Linked DNA regions of Mus musculus: region 1 is linked to region 2. The links are chromatin contacts, called in public promoter capture Hi-C maps. All regions are on one chromosome and are shown on one strand. Each heading gives the region's core, a stretch centred on a gene start, on an enhancer-like site or on the middle of the called end of the contact. The rest is flanking DNA. Distances are from core to core; before and after follow the strand shown. Region 1 holds the start of Oxa1l (oxidase assembly 1-like). Region 2 has its middle 64 kb from the start of Gm30275.

Region 1 (2,700 bases), core at 23-2,522, 300 kb after region 2:
GGTTAAGACTATTTGCTGCACCATGGTGAATACCAGAGTTCAGATCCCAACACTTATGCAACAAACACCTCTAACTCCATCCCTCTTCTGGCCTCCGAGAATGTACACTCATACAACACACGACATCTATGAAATAAATAAGTTTTTATTCCTCCAAAGTATCTAGTAGCATATGAAGAAGTATATGTGATCAACCCCCTCCTTCCTGAGCAGTAATTTATTTTTCACATTACTTTTTTTTTTTAAGATAAGGTCTCCATTTTTAACCCTGGCTGGCCTTGAACTCACCACTTACCTGAGTCAGCTTCCTCTTCAGTGCTGGGATCACAGGCGTGCAGCACCATACCCACCTTATTTCAATTTATGCTTTAGGGAAGCTTTTAGTTTCAAAAAATACACAACAAAATCTACAAATAGATAGTAACAATCTTGAGACAACAGATCCAAGACATCAAGTTCAACTTTCATCTTTAGTTTCCTCGGTTATTTCCCGGAAACTGCCTTCCCTATAGCTTTGTCAGATTCCAGGCTACTTTCAAATTTCATTGGATCTGTAATTACAATATTACCTTGCAGTAAGAAAAAACCCACGCCAAGCACAGATGTAAAAGCTATTGTTTTCGCCTTTCTGGTTTGCCTGTTTGTGGGGTTAATTCTAGTTTGAGATTTTGTTTATTCATTATCTTCTTGTGACAGGCAGGGTCTCTCTGCAGTCCTGGCTAGCCTTAAACACAATAGGTAACCAAGATTCACCTCGAATTTTAGGCAATCCTCCTGCCTCCGCCTCCCAAATGCTGGGATTATAGATTTGAGGCACTATTCCAAGAGTAAAGGCCATTTTTAATCCAAGAATTATTTTAACCCAGGGAACAATTACAGTTTGGGAAATGGAAGGGAAAACAGGAAATATGCTATGTTTACACTGCCACTTAACAGCGCATCCTGTCTCTTAGTTTCTTTTCTTTTTTTTTTTTTTTTTTTTTTTTTTTTTTGATTTTCGAGACAGGGTTTCTCTGTATAGTCCTGGCTGTTGTCCTGGAACTCACTTTGTAGACCAAGCTGGCCTCGAACTCAGAAATCCGCCTGCCTCTGTCTCTTAGTTTCAATCTCTGCGGAATCTTGACTTTTTTAAACCACTTCAAATACCATCGCCTGTCTTCATTCTCCCTCACTACCTGATCTGTGACGTCAGGTCTGACTGCCTGCCCATTTCCAAAATGGCCTCCCCCGCAGCGTCAAAGTTCTGAGTGCGCGTGCGCGAGAGTAAGTTCCCTCTTCCCGGCAAGATGGCGAGGAATTTAGTGTGCGGTCGCTGGCAGCTTCTGCGACTCCTACGACCCCAGCGTTCGGTAAGGTTCCGTCCAAAGCGCGGGGATGCTGCCTTGTCCTTGTCACCTGAGCTGAGGTCACGAGCAGATGCTGACCTGGTCACTGCGACCTGCGAGTCATGACCTCCGGTCGCGTGAGGGCACCACCGGGTTACGTCCCGGGGTTGGTGGCCTGGTTTCTCTGTAGCTGTTTGGAAACTGCCTGCGACCCTGAGCCGTGACCTCTGGGCCCCGTCCCCGGGCTTCGGTAACAGGATGCGGGAGACCCTAACCGGAGCTGCACCCTGCACGCTCCAGTGCATGGCTTCGGGGCCTGTAGTCTGTGCGAGCAGAGTTGCAGCGCCCCACTGCTGCAACCGCAGGCTGTCTGCGGGAGAGGCGGGTCGGCTGGGACTCAAGGCCTTCCCTTCCTTTCACATGGTCAGTACCATAGCGTCGCAGTGTCCCTGAGACCGCTGGCCGCCGAGCTCCTCGCAGCCCGCCGGGGTAACGGGCGGCCACCCTGTGCTCTTCTCGCCGTCTTCACTCCTCGCTGCATCAGTACATCTGCCACCCTCTTTGCAGAAGCCCAGGTAAGAGGTTCCCGCTGAGGAAAGGAGCACGACTTCTTGGCCCCTTTCTTTTGGTTCTGTGTTGTTTTGTTTGTTTTGTTTTGCGGGAGACAGTGAATGTGTAGCAGAGTTCTCACACTCCTCCTAAGTTCCTCCTAATATTAACCTGTTTGGAGTAGAAGTAGATTCTCATCTCAGGCAACTCAGTGAGGAAATGCCTAAAAGTGCTGAGAAATTTGTAGGGCAGGCAAAATGACCCTGCTGTACAAAAGCTCTTGCTATTGCAACCCTGGTAAACCGAGTGCCAACCCTGGAACCCAAGTAAAGGTGGAGCAGGTTGTGGCACAATCCTAGTAACCCCAGCACTTGGGAGGCAGAGATGGATAGATCTCTGAATTCAAAACCAGCCTGGTCAACATAGAGCTGTGTAGTGTGACCTTGTCTCAAAAATGAAAAAAAATAAATAAATAAATAATGAAGGAAGAAGGCGCCACACAAAGTTCATCTCTGACTTCCACACATGCTGTGGCATGCATGCCTACATACATCACACACACAAGATAAAAAAAAATTAAGCCTGGCGGTTGGTGGCGCACGCCTTTAGTCCCAGCACTTGAGAGGCAGAGGCAGGTGGATTTCTGAGTTCGAGGCCAGCCTGGTCTACAAAGTGAGTTCCAGGACAGCCAGGGCTACACAGAGAAACCCTGTCTCTAAAAACAAAAAACAAAACAACAAAAAAATTAAATTTGCCTGGCATGGTGGCGCACGCCTTTAATCCCAGCATTTAGGAGGCAGAAGCAGGCAGATTTCTGAGTTCGAGG
Region 2 (2,700 bases), core at 182-2,681:
TGCTGCTCTCTCATCTCCTTGGCAGACCTTGGGGGTTCATTTATCTAGAACCCCTATTACCACTAGACAAGCTCAGTGGTCTGACCTTTCACCACAATCCCCAAATGGGAAAAGGAGCTCTGGGCATTTTAAAGAGCAAACTGTGCTTGCTTCTGTAGCAGACGGAAAAGATATCGCATGACCAGAATGCATTAGGATGCACCTACATATGGGGACTTGCTTTCTAAGCTGTCCAAAACTAAAGTAGGGGTCCACTCCTGCTGGCAGCAGAAACAACACAGCCTGGAAGACACAGCTGTGTGGTGTGTCCCAGGTCTGAAGCCAGACAACTTGGCTGCTTCTTTTCTGTATTTCTATAATTCTTTTTTCTTTCCTTCTCTCTTTCTTTCTTCCTTTCTTTCTTTCCTTCTTTCTTTTTTTCACCATTTACCCAGTACAACAATACCCTATTGAGTTCTTCTAAGCCAGGGTATTTAAAAGCCTTGGGTGGTTTCTGAGAACAGGGTACAAATCTAGGCACCCCTCTTTGGCCTGTTGAGAAACTGGACTGTCCTCCACTAACCACAAAACCCATGGTTACCAGGACTTCTCGGAGTCATTCATTAAAACAGTGATATTGAGGTAAATAATTCAGTCACTTTCCACACAGAGGAACTCGGGCATGGAACTAAGAAACAGCCTCATCTCTCCTGGTCTTCATCCCTTTCCTCTCTTTAGCCCTCCATGGACACCAAGGTGACCTGCCACTGCTTTCCAGTCCCTTGAGAGTGACTCCAGATGCCAAAAACTCTGCCTGTCTGAGTGACCTTAAACAGCCTGTATCCTGTTCATGCCTCATCTGTGATGTGTAACTTGAGGTCCTGGGATTAGATGATGACTGAGTCCTCTTCCAGCTCCTACCATCTTGCAGCTTTGCCTTCCCAAGCTTCTGTCAGCCCTCAAAGGATGGCACACAGAATACAGTTTCCAACAATAGGCCAACTCAGCAGGACCTGGCAACACTTGTTTTCCAGTAGAGAAGAATTGTGGCTGTGGTTGGACTCTTGTTGACATTCTTTGTCCTCTGAAGGAAACAAACCCGGAGGCTTCAGATGTCATTGACACCAACAACAGGGCCTGGGGTGGTCACACCCTTGTGGAAGAAACCTGCCGAGCTGTTCCTGTGGGCTCTGAAGTTGCCTAGTCCAAGACTGAGGATGTTTTAATAACTATTTCTCAAATTTAAAAAAAAGAGCTTTTTATATTCAGCATAGGGGTGTGGGGGGTAAATCAGGTCTCCCAGGAGGGCTCTACTCTCGCCCATAATAGGGGATTGGTTTAGCTCAGCTGCTCCTACAAAGGGTTGAATACAGCAAGCAGCAGTGCAGGCAGCTCCCTGCAGCTCTATGTGAAAATGACTCACAGCGGTTATGAATATCAAGCCTCCTTTGATGTGTTCCCAGACGTGAGGAACAGCCTGGAAGAGGAGGTTGGCTCTGGATGCCTGCTCTGTGGGGTGGTGCACAGAGGCCTGAGCACATCTGGCACTATCCAGAAGCTCCAGGAGAAATTCAGGCTGGGTAATTACCTAGGACTTCCTAGGATACCACAGCTCTGATTCATCATTATGCTCTCTCTGTCTCTGTCTGTCTCTTTGTCTCTCTGTCTCTGTCTCTCTCACACACACACACATGCACAGAGAGACAGAGACAGAGACAGAGACAGAGACAGAGAGAGAATTAGATTCCCCTAGAAACTGCAACCTGTTTCTATACCTTCACCTTTCCCAAGGGGATAACAATTCACATCCATGAATAAAAGTTGTTTTACTGAACACAAAATGAATGTGCCTCCTCACCCAGCATCTGTACCAATTGCTGTAAAGCCATAGACCCTGCCCCAGTCAGCCAAGCGGAAGGAGTTTCCTCTGTAATGGCCATTTCTACACTCTTAGCCTTTCAAGAGGCTGCATGGTACCTTGTTCTTCTAATAGGTTCTCAATGGTGATTGACTACAGTGACTCCAAGTCTTTTCCCCCATTGGCAGCTCATGAGACTGGGTCAATCACACTTAGATATAATAGAAGACAGAGCTGTGGCCACAGCATCCCGGCTTGTAGCAAATGGGTGGGTGAGCCACTACCACTTCATGTCTGTTTCTGGGGAGAATGAATGCATGCAAGGGTTTCTCCCATCTTAGGCCAGGTTCAATAGCATATTCTCTAAGTCTCTGGAAACTTTGGCAGTCTTTATACTTTTAGAAGCAAATAATACTACTGTGTTCTAGTAGATGGTCCCACCCATGCAATGTTGGCAGCACTAAGTAGATTCAGTGGGTAATTTTGAGAGGGACAAAGAGAGGGAGGGAAAGAGAGGGAGGGAGAGAGAGAAAAAGAGAATGAAATTTGAAGGAAACGTGGCAGAGAGAGATGTCAGAGGAACTGAAGAATAGCTGATATGTAAATTTGATCTAACACATTATGTGCATTATGAATATCAGGTAAAATGCATTAAAAAAAAAAGCAATTGTCAAGGGGCATTTAGGGAGGTAATTGATTTAATCCTGTGCTTGCTTATTTTCCTTTTCTGAAATGATGTTTACATTGCAGCTAAGTGGGGCTTTGAGTGAAAATTTCTCGGGAATCCGCAGAGATCTCTGTGCCCTAGGCATGGAAACAAAGCCAGCAGCTCGTTTTCAGGGAGTACTAGCCATGTGTCAGGC

What was found. Promoter capture Hi-C pulls out the DNA fragments that hold promoters and counts their contacts.
Region 1: a contact with region 2 is called in a promoter capture Hi-C map of pre-B cells, with 7 times the contacts expected there. The contact joins the promoter of Oxa1l here to the enhancer-like site in region 2. A contact is called at or near these places in 17 of 39 promoter capture datasets (the 3T3-L1 cell line, 3T3-L1-derived adipocytes, the C10 cell line and 12 more), 2 of 15 datasets of contacts at CTCF or cohesin (large pre-B cells and stem cell-derived epiblast-like cells), 7 of 484 Hi-C or Micro-C datasets (adipose-derived mesenchymal stem cells, cerebral cortex, cortical neurons and 3 more), 13 of 115 datasets of contacts at active chromatin or transcription factors (the 230-238 cell line, acute myeloid leukemia, astrocytes and 5 more) and 2 of 9 other capture datasets (adipose tissue and embryonic stem cells).

The regions. Positions count from the first base shown.
Region 1 is chr14:54,359,569-54,362,268 of GRCm38.p6, forward strand. It overlaps Oxa1l (oxidase assembly 1-like), which reads left to right and starts at 1,273. Exons shown (of 10, transcript NM_026936.3): 1 at 1,273-1,349; 2 at 1,754-1,900. The coding sequence starts at 1,287.
Region 2 is chr14:54,060,385-54,063,084 of GRCm38.p6, forward strand. It overlaps Tcra and Tcrd. Among named protein-coding and RNA genes, the nearest start is that of Gm30275, 64 kb to the right of the region's middle. Within about 2 kb of position 1,432, at least 57 of the 459 cell types and tissues checked have an H3K27ac peak or open chromatin away from gene starts, as enhancers often do. A contact at or near this core is called in adipose-derived mesenchymal stem cells, cerebral cortex, cortical neurons and 1 more, where this site is marked.